2 separate regions of the Rattus norvegicus genome follow, and region 2 is linked to region 1. Evidence: chromatin contacts called from public Hi-C data. All regions are on one chromosome and are shown on one strand. The core of a region is the stretch at or near the end of the contact, and the rest is flanking DNA. Distances in the headings are between cores, read along the strand shown.

The links. Hi-C and Micro-C count contacts between places; a contact is called where the count stands out from the background.
Region 2: a Hi-C map of frontal cortex shows a contact between it and region 1, with 2.0 times the contacts expected there. The contact joins the enhancer-like site here to the promoter of Retreg1 in region 1. A contact is called at or near these places in 3 of 12 Hi-C or Micro-C datasets (Schwann cells, frontal cortex and psoas muscle).

Annotation. Positions count from the first base shown.
Region 1 is chr2:78,063,229-78,070,121 of GRCr8, forward strand. It overlaps Retreg1 (reticulophagy regulator 1), which reads left to right and starts at 2,896. Exons shown (of 9, transcript NM_001034912.1): 1 at 2,896-3,251. The coding sequence starts at 2,983. It overlaps LOC108349968 (a long non-coding RNA gene), which reads right to left and starts at 251. Exons shown (of 4, transcript XR_005500752.2): 1 at 1-251.
Region 2 is chr2:78,122,535-78,129,427 of GRCr8, forward strand. The region is part of intron 3 of Retreg1 (reticulophagy regulator 1); the gene reads left to right. Among named protein-coding and RNA genes, the nearest start is that of Retreg1, 60 kb to the left of the region's middle. Within about 2 kb of position 4,212, at least 36 of the 93 cell types and tissues checked have an H3K27ac peak or open chromatin away from gene starts, as enhancers often do. A contact at or near this core is called in Schwann cells, where this site is marked.

The sequences.
Region 1 (6,893 bases), core at 1,646-4,145:
TAGAAAGCTTGGTAAGATAAGGATAGACATGATTGGACAATGCTAATCCACAAACTTTCTATCTATATCAACGTTGATCTATATAACCCGTACAACAGCTCCTTTTCTAGAGAACTGTGGAGTCACTGCAAAGACAAACACACACACACACACACACACACACACACACACACACACACACACACACAGAGTCTTGTTGATGTGTTTCCAGCTCTTTTGTGGCTCAACTTGATTTTGCCCAGTGAGACTCCCTCTACATGGGAAGTTATTTATTCCTTTTGTCTGTTACAGAATTTCTACCTACTTTTAAAAGAGAAAACAGACAAGAAGCCTCCAAGAGTCCCTATGTGCTTCCTGTCAGCCTTTTCAAGATCTGTTGGTTTTTTTAATTGTTTTTTGTCCATCCAGTAGCTACAATTGTTTCCACTCTTTAGAATTTGGGAGGGGGTAGCTTTCTAGCTTCTTTGTCCTTTTCTGATATATATTGTCTAATTGTGTAACTCATTATTATTCATGACACTATTCCCAAAAAAATCAAAGTCAAGATCAAAAGAGTCTTAAATAGAACCCCCCCAAGACTTGTTTTTAATTATTTATTTTGAGTCAGGCTCTCATTGTGTAGCTTTGGCTAGACTGGAGCTTGCTATATAGACCAGGTTGAGATTGAATTCACTGAAATCTGTCTGCTTGTTTCTGCCTCTGCCTCCCAAGTGCTGGAATTAAAGCTTGCACTACATCCAAGTTGTTGCAAGTAGAGAACAAGACTTAGCAGCTTCCACCCAATATTAGTTTTCTGTGCTCAGGGCTGAATACATTACTTGGGCATCACAAAGATTAGGCAAAGAGTAACTACTCAGTAATAGTAATTTATGTGTCTCTACTAGTATCTTCTTGCATTCTACAAGTGTTCAGTAATTATTAGAGGTCAGAAGTAAAGAAGAGCATGGGGCTAGAGGAAGTAATCCTTTGTCTGAGCAGCCTTTTCTCTACAGTTATTTGGAAAGGGGGAGGGAGATAATGAAGACAGCAGTCACACATAGCAACCATGGTTTAGCCTTTTGGGGACTCCCTTGCTAGCAGCTTTTACTGCATCCAGAGATCCTCAGATCCTGATGACAATAATTAGAATTCAGGGGGAGGAGGAACATGAAGAATCTTATAAACTTGTTTCTGAAAGTTATCTCTGGTTTTGGACCACAGGGATACCAGTTCTAGAAGACCACTGCCCTGCATCCTCAGATCAGGTCTCTGTCAAGTACTAAACAAAGCCCGAATTGCATCAAAAAGCATCTTTATCTACCCAAAGCTCCTCCACCAAGGCCAAGAAGGTCCCACATTGGACAGAATTGCTTGGGTGGGGAGGATGACTGGATTGTTCCCATATTGCTTTTTCATTGCTTCTATGACCTCCTCACACCTGGATGCCCCCAAAACTCAAGATATCACTGCTGAGTAACAATGTTCAGAAGAAAACAATGACTGATCTACACCTGCAAATCATGTAACCTTTTCTCAAGCTGAACTCCGATCAGAAAGACTGTTCTCCGAGCTTTAACAAGTCAGGAAAGATGCTATCTACATACCAAACCCTTCTGAAACATGATTTTTGGATTCAGTTTAAAGGAGAAATCTCTTGGCCCTGAGGATTTCCGTTGCCACATTTATTATCAATTTTAAGCGGCACCTTTTGGATTGTGAATCTCTTGCAGGTAGAATCCACATCTACAGGACCCAGTGGTGTACCAGGCACGTAGTAGGTGGTTAACAAACTTTTGTGTGAATCCAAGACATGTAATTCCTTCAAATACAACATACATTCAGATAACTGCTGACATCTAGCCTGCAATGTATAAATAAATGTTTGCATACATAGAAACAGAGGTATATAGTGGCCATCTAGATTAGCATTACAAACCTTAACCCCAGGCAGTGGGCTCTCGTTGCTTTGAGAATGCACCAAAACCATACCGTGAATGCAGGCTGGATACAGAGTATGAGTAGAGGATGCCAGGTACCCTGATGCATGCACTCTCTGGATTGAAGAAGGGTCTTTCATTCTAGTCTTTCCAACATTCAACCAGGAGAACCACATGGGGAGCTCTAGGATTCTCCACCTCTGAGGCCGCCTTGTGACACGCACAACAGATCTACCGAAGCAACCACCTCCAAAGCTTGGCACACTAGCACAGTAGGGCCACAGGCCACCCTCTGGCCTCTCTGCTTCCTGATCAGCTCGCTGACAATCTGCAAAGAACAACTCTCACTTCAGAGCCTTCAGCTCCCTTAACTAGAAGCGACTTCACCAGCCTGTGCCCTATGGCCTGGTGGGTCCTTACTCTTAAAATCAGAGGGCCAAACCAGACGTCCTTCCTTGACTCCAAATGTGCTTTTCTTCGTTTCCCAAGTCAGCGTTTGCATCTGACACAGTTACGAAGGCTGTTCCTGCAAGGGACCTGGACAAGGGCGTGCTGAGTCCTGAGTGAGGAAATACATGGCCAGGAGCACTCAGTTATTTTCTTCAATACTGAGGGATGGACGAGTGTCTGCTGTGACTGGAGAAAGTGGGAATGCGCCCCCTTCCTCCTTTTATAATTCAAAGCCCAGACTCCCCTTGGGGCTAGTCCTCTACCTGGGCCCCTCATCCAGAAGGGAAAAGGGACTATTTTCGTTGGTCCCCAGCTCCCCAGGGACGCTGCACAGCTCGCACCCACGGAGCCCAGCCCAGGATGTTCAGCCAGACCTAGGGCGGCCCCGCCCCTACACGAACTTGACCGCACCCTCTTTCCCGGCGCGGCCAGGCCTGACGTCACAAGGCACTCAGCCGCCGGCACCCCGCGGTGCGCACCCTGCACCCGGACCGGTCCCCGTTGTCCTCGCTGCTCTCCCGGCGCTCACCGCCAGGCGCGCGCGCGCGCGTGCCCGCCCGCCTCCCTCCCTGTCCCCGTCCCCATCCCCGTCCCCGCCAGCAAAACACCGCTGAAGATGGCGAGCCCGGCGCCGGAGGAGCACGCCACGCAGGGATGCCCAGCTACGGAGGAGCAGGAACCGCGACCCGGGGTTCCCGGGGAGGAGGCAGGGCCGGAGGGCGCCGGGCCGCAGGTGGAGGAGGCCGCGGGCAGAGTGGCCGCCGCCCTGACCTGGCTACTCGGGGAGCCCGTGCTGTGGCTGGGCTGGCGCGCCGACGAGCTCCTGAGCTGGAAGAGGCCGCTGCGCAGCCTGCTCGCCTTCCTGGGTGCCAACCTGCTGTTCTGGTGAGCGCTCGGGCTGGGTGGGGGCGCCCCAGAGGGCAGGTGACCTTGGGGCGCCCATGGCCGGATGTGGCCTGGCTGGGGGAGGGGGAGCTGGGCGTCGCTGCGGTGGAAGTGACAGTCTGGTCCCACTTGCTTGGTCACCTGTCTGAAACAGGTAGTCACCCACTTCAACTTTCCTCCAGACGCACTTCCCTGTGAGTGGCTGTCACCCTTGCTGAGGGTGTCCAGTCTCCAAGGGGAGGTGATGGTCAGCTGACCCACGTGTGCTCCTGTATCTAGGGATGTTCCAGAGCTCTTGAAAACTTCGGCCCTGGTATTGTTAACTCTCAGGTCTTGACCTGTACTTTCAAGTATGGGGGTACAGAGGCCCGTGGTCTTGAATTAATTTTTGCACCCAGAGACATATCTGGACCACCTTAGGTATCCTCTGAGCACTGCTACCTTCGTCAGCCACCAGAGATGGACAGCGAATGATTTGTTTTTCTTTTCCCTGGAGGGTAGGGTTTACTGTCTTTGATCCCAGATGAGAAAGAAGGAGGTAAACAAACAGGTGGATTAGGTACATCGCCCCGCCCCAAGATTGCATAGCTGTGGGGGTGGAGGATAGGTGGGGATGGGTAGTAATTTCAGGCAAACCCCAGAGGGAATATTCGGGGGATTTTCTTTAAGTAGCCCCTCAATCAACAGGTTTACCTCACCAGAAAGTGTTCTGCCTAGGTAAGCATCAGGCAGTGTCCGGCTCCACCGCGGAATGATGAGCGTTTTCGTCTGGTACTAGTTCATCAAGGGCGAAGAAAAACCTTTGTTTGCTAAGTGTCTTCATAACATGCATAGCCCTCGAAGTACGGAATAAGCAGTTTCGCTAACAAGTACCTATTCACAGGACGTAGATTTCGTAACCCCAAAGTTGGGAAATAAATAAATGCATACAAAGAGACCGTAGCCTGTTATTTTTTTTTTCTAGATTAATAACTTGAGCAACGTGAAGGATTTTCTTCAGATCCCTGCTGGTCTTGGTTTACTCTGAAAACGAGCTGTGTCTTGTTGCTGTCTGTGGATGTTAATTAACTTTGGGTCTCCCAGTGTTGCTGTTTCTGAAGTTTATCCCAGGTCTCTATCCTGTTGTAAAGTTACCTTGGCCCTTAAATAAAGAGGTTATATTATGTTGTGCTAGACTGGGCAGGATACTGAGTCTTAGGGCTGTGTCTCAATTATTTACTAATAAGCAACATGTTTTAGATTTTAAAGTTTTATTTACTTAAAAAACACCACAGTTCTAAAGCTTGAAGGTACAAAAATGTAAACACTTTGAAAATCTTCTCTCTTTGAAAATCTCTTTCCCACGCCCATCCCAGCTCTCCAGCTTCCTCCCAGAGGCCACAGGGGCTGCTAGCTTGCTCTCTGAGGCCTTTTTTTTTTTTTTTTTTTTTTATAGTGCCTGTTTCAGCAGAAGTTCTCTGTGTTGTGCAAACTGTGGGCTGGCATAGTAAGGATTCTTCGTTTAAGGGCTGGTGCCTTGTTGAATACACCTTGTTTTGTCAATGCATAGAATTCTTTTCCAAGAGTATGGAACCCACCTCCTAAGATGTAGTTTCCAGCATGTGCATTTTGAATGTGACAGCTGAGTCTTGTACTGTGTATCATTTTGTATATCTGAAACCTTTTAAAGGGTGAGTCCGGTAAGAGAAACAGTTGGGTCAGGGGGCATGTGCCCTTGCATTTTGATGGATGTCTCTGTATTGTGGGTCTGACCACCATACTGTTGTTGGGGTTCTGCCAGATCATTTGCTCACCAGTGAGTGTGACAGCGCGCTCCTCTATACTCTTGCCAAGAAGCTTTTGAAAAGTGTTTTACTCTTGTAAATCTAGTAAGTGGAAAGGGCACTTTGGTATGGTTTTAAATTTGCATTTGTCTAAGATTGATTGCTTTTCTTACGTTCAAGGACACCATGATCTGCAGTGCCTATTTATCTATAACTCTGGTTTGTTTCTTTACTTTGGACGTTGATCTTCTTATTGACTTACTGGAGCTCTTTTTATATGATGGATTTTACACAATGTAAAGAGTTACAAACATTTTTTCCTGTGATGTATTCTTGCATGTATGCATGTGTGTGTGTATGGGGTATGCGAGGAGTTTATGGGTGTTCTGGTCTACATCTATGTTTGTGCATGTAGTAGAAGCCAGAGGGCCTCTTTAATTGCCCTTGTTAGTTTTTTCCAACAGGCTTTCTACTAACCCTGGAGCTCATAAACATGGCTGGGTTGGTTGGTCACTGAGCCTCGGGGCTCTGCCTGTCTCTAGCCCTTTCACACGCTATCTCTCCTGGCTTGTATGTAGTCCTTGGGAGCTCAGTGCTCGAGTGACAGGCACATTCCTGACTGAGCCACCTCTCTAGCCTCCCTGTGACATATTCTTTCAGAACCATTGTTGGAGCTATTTTTTGTATAAATAATTAAAAAGAGTATTTGATGTTTTTCATGAGTCCATCTTACCCACTACTCTGATGGGATGACAAACAGTGGCCAGAGATTGAAGTTGGTTAGGATCTTACTTGTTTTATTTTCCCTGTTTGCAGTAGCTGAATTCCATGTATGCATTTCCCCTGACAGAATCACCATCCTGCTCTCAGAATCCCGAAGCAATTGCTGCTTTTGTGTAACAATCCATTGGACTTTAGGACTTTTTTTTTTTTTTAATTGATGTCATAACGGTTTTTGAAATCTTCATTATTTGTTTCTCTGGACTTGAAATATTCTGCTTAAAGCCTAAAACTTATTTTTTTAAAAAAGCTAATTTATTTCTTCTCAAATAAGCCTATCTTTGTTTTCATTCCTTCTTTCTTCTCCCTTTCCCCCCAGAGAGTATTTCTCTGTGTAGCCCCAGCTGTGCAGGAATTTGCTCTGTAGACCAGGCTGGCCTTGAACTCACAGAGATCTACCTGCCTTTGCTTCCTGAGGGCTGGGATTAAAGACATGAGCCACTACCGTCCAGCCTTTTTCTTTTTAATAAATACAAACAGGTTATTACTCTGTTAATGAAATTAGCCTCAAACTCAAGATAATCCTCCTGCCTTGGCTTCCTAAACACTAGAGTAGGTATTAGCCATCATTCCTGGTTATAGATGACTTCATTGTGTTCTTTAATTTCCTTTGTCTTGGGGATGCTAACAATTTTGTTTTCTATGAAAAAAACCAAGAAGTCAATATATTAAAGATATAATGGGCTATACAATTCGACCCTGTCTCAAGAACAAACAAAACGCCTCCAATTTTAGCATAAACAATGGGTGCTAAACTTGAAACTTGTCATTGCTGCTGTTCCACTCTTGTGGAAGTTAACTTGGTAAATATACAGATTGTATAATTTAATACCCAGTGCTTATAATTGCTTTCAGGATCTTGAATTTGACTCAGGAATTTTGACACTGACTACCTGCCCATGGCCTGCAACAGTAGTGCATGGGAAAGCAGGGATTGAAACAGATCCCAGCAGGTTCGAGTATCTCCAGTATGTATCCAGCAAATATATGGGTGGATGTTTTGAGGAAGGATAATTCACTTTGCGATGGTATGGGTGGGACAGAGTCATTATGGATGGGAGGGTCTTCATGGATTGGGATGAAACTGAACCTTGACAAG
Region 2 (6,893 bases), core at 2,962-5,461, 61 kb after region 1:
AGAGGTGTATTGCTAAATTGATGTTGTGGTGACAGGGACCCAAGTCCCTATAATGATTTGCAAGACTGTGGAAAGTGAAGCTGAAGGTGAGGACAAGATGGGGAGTCACTCCAGGGATACATGCACTTCTCTGAGTGGCTGGGCAGTGGATTTGTGAATCATGTGTGTGAGGATGCAGCAGGGAGGGAGAGGGACCTTTCTGTTTGAAGTCTTCTCTCAGATTCAGTTTTGGAGTGTGAGTGACAGTTGTTGCAGTGGAAGAATGGGGGTAGTTGCAAGTTACAGACCTCTGTTAGAATGTTCCAGAAGGGCTGGCCATGATGTCAGTTAGGGCTTGAGAGAGGAGGAGAGTAAAGGAAGGACAAAGGCCTCAGATACTGACCAGCCACTTGGCCTCTGTCTCACTAGAGTTACATCTGCTCCTTAACTGTCATCTAACCTTCAGGGGGGTGGATGTTTCCAAGTGGAAGAAGGCAGAGTTAGGGCAACGAGGAGAGACACAGTTTGCTTCACCCACAGTGCATGGGAGACAAGAAAGATGGAGAAAGTTCAAGGATTAATATTCCAGTGAAGTCAGTGCTTGTAGGAGCGGATTTTTTCTTTTCTTTTTTTTTTAAAGAACAGATTTGTCCATATGTATTTGTGCTAGTTAAGAAAGGATGGTGGGAATACCTTAGACCAAAGAAGCCATCAGAAAATGAAGACACAAAAGTGAGAAACAAAATAAACAGTGCCACGAAACTCCCATGATGACACAGGTCCTTCATTTCCTTGCTTTGAGAATCTGGCTCTCCTGGGCTGTCGTGGCCTGCACCGTGCACTCTGCAGCTGATGAGGCAGAGCCAGCACATCCTTTCTTGTCTCAGTCCACACCCTGCGTAGGTTTCCTTAGTTGTTGTGTGATGCCCTTTTCCAGCTCCAGGGCTCCTCTCAGCCACGTAACCTAACTGCCTCTCCCATCCTATCCTTTGAGCGCCTTTGGGCTGCAATAGCTTTTAGCTCCCTAGTTCGCTTCAACAGCGGCTGGGCGTGCTGCAGGTGCACGGTGACATTTGTCTCTACTCACCCTTTGCCCCAGGCTGTTCTCATGGTAACAGGCCTTGGTATTTGTTTCTGGGAAGTGGGTGTAAAGGTAAAGCACAGGTGCCATAGAGCTGTTCCCAGGTGTAAGTCAGGAAACTTAAGGAAGGAGAGCTGTCTCCAGGCAGCCCACATAAGGCCAGTGGCATTGCAGAGGGGTTTATACCATTTGCATCACATTGGCATGGTTAACGCCCATATGATGTCCCCCTGGACCACCTGGTCTAGGACTGCCTTATGGTCAGCACTCCTTTAGAGACTGACTGATTCTCTTGGTAAGCTGGGTAGTCAGGAGGCTGCGGCTGAACACAGTCAGAGAAGGGATCTGAGTTTCCAGAATAGTGTTGTTGAGACATTCAAATGGCTCCGTGAACAGGCCCAGTGTCAGGGGTCTGGTCTTGTGTTCATGCTGGACCACAGTACGTGGCTTAGGTGTTCTGTGCTTTCCATGGTGTACTGGCTGGTTCTGTGTGTCAACTTGATACAGCTGGAGTTATCACAGAGCCTCCCTTGAGGAAATGCCTCCATGAGATCCAACTGTAAGGCATTTTTCTCTATTAGTGAGAAGTGGGGAGAGCCCATTGTGGGTGGTGTTATCCCTGGGCTGGTAGGCCTGGGTTCTGTAAGAAAGCAAGCTGAGCAAGCCTGGGGAAGCAAGCCAGTAAGCAGCATCCCTCCATGATCTCTGCATTAGCTCCTGCTTCCTGGCCTGCTTAAGTTCCAGTCTTGACTTCCTTTGGTGATGAACAGCAGTGTGGAAGTGTAAGCTGAATAAACCTTTTCCTCCCCAACTTGCTTCTTGGTCATGATGTTTGTGCAGGAATAGGAACCTTGACTAAGGCACATACATTGGGAAAAATATGGAGGATTACCTTCTAATTTCAGTGGCTGTAAGATTAGACCAAGTGAGTTCACATGATTTCAAAGCTTTGTGCTCTTTGATACAGAGTTCTCAGATTCAGTGATGCTCGGACCAGTCTGCGTATCTTTTGTTCTGGTTTGGGAAGTGTCCATCCAAACTCATGTGGCTAAGTTATGGGGCAAACCTGTGTTCAGCCACAGAGGGGCTGCTGATCTTGAAGGTGTGGCTAAGTTATTGTTTTCAGCCATATAAGAGATAAAAGAGGATGGCATTACATTTTTGGCAGGAAGATAGAACTGGAAATAGTCACGTTAAGTGAATCACGCCAGTTCTGAAGGACAACTGTCACACACTGTTGCTCGTTGGTGGTTTCTGGATTTTATGCAGTTACCTAAAACCATGTATGCATACATCAAATGGAAGTGGAAGTGAGACTGTCTAGGTCAACAAAGGGAGAAACAGGAACGGGATGGGTGTATGGTCAGAAATATGTTCACTGTACAAAATATACTTGTATGGAAAAAATATAATGTAATTAAATGAAAATCCGAAAAAAAAATCTGCATGTCAGAAGTGTAATTTTCCAAACAGTAGTGGTCATTCCGTGTTCTTTTAGTGGTGGGGCGTAGTGGGAAGGGCGTAGGTCACATGAACTCAGCTATAGAGGCGACGGCACTGGGTGGGGAGTTGCAGCTCTTGCTTACTGTATGGTGCCTCTGCCCCAGCAAGAAGGCCTGTACCACATGTGTCCTGACCGTGGCCATCTGTGTTTGGTCACTGAAGTTCCCAGTGATGAGGATTTCTAATGCTTCTGCTGGAGCTTCCTAGGTGATAACTTGGTGTGCGTGTTCCATGGTTCTCCGCTTCTGTCTGGTCTGGGCTAATGCTTATTTATGTATTTACCAGTGAAAAAAAAATGAAAGAAAAGAACTTACAGGTTAAATACACAACGATGGGCAGATCACTGGGGTAGAGAGGGCACTCTGGGCTCACGGGAGACATGTGCCAGTAGGATTGTCTTTATTCCACGTTCACAGATTCTAACGCTAACCCTGACTCTCACCCTCCTCCTTGGCAGTGGCTGGACATTGTCCCCCACTGTCCTTTGGTGCAACAGCTGACATACTCAGGTTACTCAGCAAGGGTTAGTCTTCCCTTTTCCAGTGTCTGCTTTCAGTTTGGGCTTGATCTCAGCATGCGCCTGGCTTCCTGTCTGTGAGCCTTTCTTCAGTTGGGGTAAAGCATTTGACATTTTTCATGGAGGTGGTGGTGCACACACTCACGTGTACGATCCTTCAGACTTTTAAGAACTGTCTGTAGCTCTGCAAGAGTTTGCACTGCAGCAGTTCACCGTGCCAAAGCCGGGCTCTGATTTTCAACGCCATCAATAGTGATTGGGAACTTTAACTCAGATGCCCTGTCAGCCGGCAGAGGTGCCCAGAGCAGTCATTTATGCAAATATGATTCTAGGTGAGCACACTCCAAGAACAGCTCGTGTTTCACCTGTCTGTCTGTCAGGAGCTCTGCAAACTGTTTGCAGGATTATACAGACGTTGCTGTCTGCCGGACTGAATTAACTCTTTTTAAAAATTTATTTATTTCTTTTGCTTATTCACTTTACAGCCCACTCACTAGCCCCCTCCCAGTTAAATCTTTGCCATTCGTGTATGTGTGTGTGTGTGTGTGTGTATGTATGTATGTATACACACACACATATATAATATATATCACCTATGTATTTAATATTTGTACATTATAACCCAATAGTTTGTTCATTATAACCCAAATTAAGGGGCTAGGTTTTCTGCATCAGAAGTCACTTTGTCTTAAGGTTTATTTCATTGGCATTAAAGTTGTAGAAATAGAGACTGAGAAAGCACTGGAGGATTTCTGACATCTTCTGGGACATCCAGAAGCTTCTAGCTGGGAACTGTCTGTAGGAGGCAGTGGTGGCCCTTGAATTTGGCTGCTGCTGGGCGAGGTGCACCAATCTGACTCACCTTGAGGCAGAGCACAGGTCATCCTACCCAGCAGGGGTGAGCAGGAGTCCTGGGGTTTTGCCCCTGTGTGCCCAGATCACCCTTCTTGTTCTGGGTCTCACATGCCTTCTCTGTTTCTCACAGGCTCAGAGCAGCTGTGTGGGCACTGACATTTGGCATTGGCAAGCAATGTTCTTTTGTTCTGTGGGCTTTCAGATAATTCCCACAAACATTGCTTTTGCTGCTCTGTACTTTGAGGGACAGGGAAAGAATCTTTGACCATTAAGGCCAAGTCATGGTGTCCACCCAGTTCACAAGCCTGGAATGAGTCAGAGCACTTAAGTCTGATGGCTCAGACATTAAATTCTGAGGATATTATTCCTCTCAAAAAAAATGAAAATTCACTTAGTGTCTTTTATGTTCCTGTCTATCTCTTCTGACAAATGAGACGTAGTTTAAAAAATGTTTTTTGGTTTGGTTTGGTGTGTGTGTGTGTGTGTGTGTGTGTGTGTGTGTGTGTGTGTGTGTGTTTTGCAAAGAGTTGAACAGATGGCTTTTGCATGCTAAGCAAGTGTTATTCTACTAAACAATATCACCAGCAATGCAGGTTCTGTGGGTGTCATGAGGGTAAAGGGGTATCTTGGGTGGAGGGTTGAGTTAAATGGGGAAGAAGGGTTTTCTTTTTCAGAAAATATAGTCACTGGGCTCAGATCTGCTGGATGTCTGCACAAGCCTGTTCTGGCTAAGGAGACCTGGGCTAGCCTGGAAGCTCCACAAACTTGAAAGACTGCCTTCTGCCAAAAACAGAGACCTCCAATAGGCCTTTTATGCCTTTAAAAAAAAAGCAACAGTTGAGCACAATTCCGTAGTTATCTATTGTTCAGTGGGATTCAAAGCCCCTTTCTTCCTCTCCTGACAAAAGAAGAGGCCCATTCATAGAACAAATCCTCACAAGGGTTGACGGGCTGGGTCTCCAGGCCATGCACAGGGCTTCCCAAGATTCAAGCCAACTCGGTTTTGTTGTTCAAGTTGTAGTTAGCTGTTGAGACCCATCGAGGTCAACTACAAGACGGGACTCAATTGTGAAGCCATTCTGGAGGAAATGATGTGGATAAGGAGGCTTATCATCTCTCAACAACAGCCGTATACTTACACAAAAATTATTACCATCTAAAGTGGTCCGTGCTAGATGTTTAATACCCATATTCTTCTTGGGGTGCAGACTGTGAGACTGAAGGAAGTACCAGCCCGGATGGGAAGTCAAACTCCCTGCATATGGATGGCCGTTTTTGCAATGGCAACGAATATGTTTTTCAAACAGTATTAATAATTAAACTCAAGGTATTAAAAATGAAATGAAGGCTGGGAATGCAGTTCGGCTGGTGAGTGTCTGTCTAGCATGCGTGAAGCCCTGGGTTCAGTCCTTAGCACCTCAAAAAAACCAAGGTGGTGGCACAAGTCTTTAACCCCAAGCCTAGCGTGATAAAAACAAGTGAATCAGAAGTTCAAGGAGCCGGGCGCGGTGGCGCACGCCTGTAGTCCCAGCTACTCGGGAGGCTGAGACAGGAGGATCGCTTGAGTCCAGGAGTTCTGGGCTGTAGTGCGCTATGCCGATCGGGTGTCCGCACTAAGTTCGGCATCAATATGGTGACCTCCCGGGAGCGGGGGACCACCAGGTTGTCTAAGGAGGGGTGAACCGGCCCAGGTCGGAAACAGAAGTTCAAGGATATCCTGGGCTACACAGTGTTTTGAGGTCAGTCTGAGACATAAGAATATTCTCTCAATAAAGTATCATAGTTGTGCTTCTGCATCCAGCTATGGTTCACTCATGTTTTTATGCTACCTAAGGTTCCATCATGTGCATGCAGCACAGCCTTTAAATCCTATCTCTGTGTACTGCTCAGTTTCCATGAGTCTCTGAGCTTAACTACATTGCAGTGCAGACGCTTGAAAGAAGAGGAACGCCTGGTGCACATGTGAGCATCTGCTGAAGTCAGGAAGCTGCATCTGCTGTTTTATAAAAAGGGAGAAAGAAGCCAGGGATATGTTTGGTAAAGTGAAGTATGGTGCAGGGCGGGGTGGGGTGCCTCTGAGGGCCCATGCTGAGGCAACCCTTCCCCTGAGGTACCAGCCACAGGATGAGTATAGTATAGAATAGAGTTTATTTAGGGCATGGGGAGGGGAGTTGAAGGAGTAGTAGAGACAGAGAAAGGGAGGGAGGGAGGGAGAGAGAGGGAGAGGGAGAGGGAGACGGAGAGGGGGGAGGAGGAGGAGGAAGAAGAGGAGGAGGAGGAAGAGGAGGAGGAGGAGGGGGAGGAGGAGGGGGAGGAGGAGGAGAGGCCGGTCATAAGCACATGGAGAGAGAGAGAGGGGTGAGGGGAATGGAGAGAGAAGGGACAGAAGGTAAGAGAGCAAGATAGTGAGAGAGTGAAGAGGGGCAAGCAGCCCCTTTTATAGTGAGGCAGGCACACCTGGCTGTTGCCAGGTAACTGTGGGGTGGAGCCTAGGAGAAATGCTAACAACATCCATGGAAGGGTGGCACTGGTTTCTGGGCCCAGACTGATAATTTAGAGCCATTGCAAGCCTTCTGGAAAGTTTTCCTTAGGGCTTAGTAAGTGTGCTCAATGATGCTTCTCTACTAGTGGCCACAAGGGGGAGCATAGGAGGCGGGACCTCTCAGTTCATGGAAGCTGAGAAATAAGCCAGTGCTAGGGAGATGAAGCCGTCCACTTCAAAGTGGGGTTAACACCCAAGCATTTGGGCAAGACAAAAACATTCGTGCTTCCCCAGTTACAAGAAGAAAATCCAACTAAAACCTACATCTGTCTATTCTTAGGATGCATATTTGTAAGTGTATGCAATGTAGAGGAGAGTAGAAAAATTAACATAGACCAGGAGAAGCAATAGGACAGTGTGAAGAAACACACGTCTATGGAGAGTAAAGCAGAATGCATGAGGAGGACACCCACAAA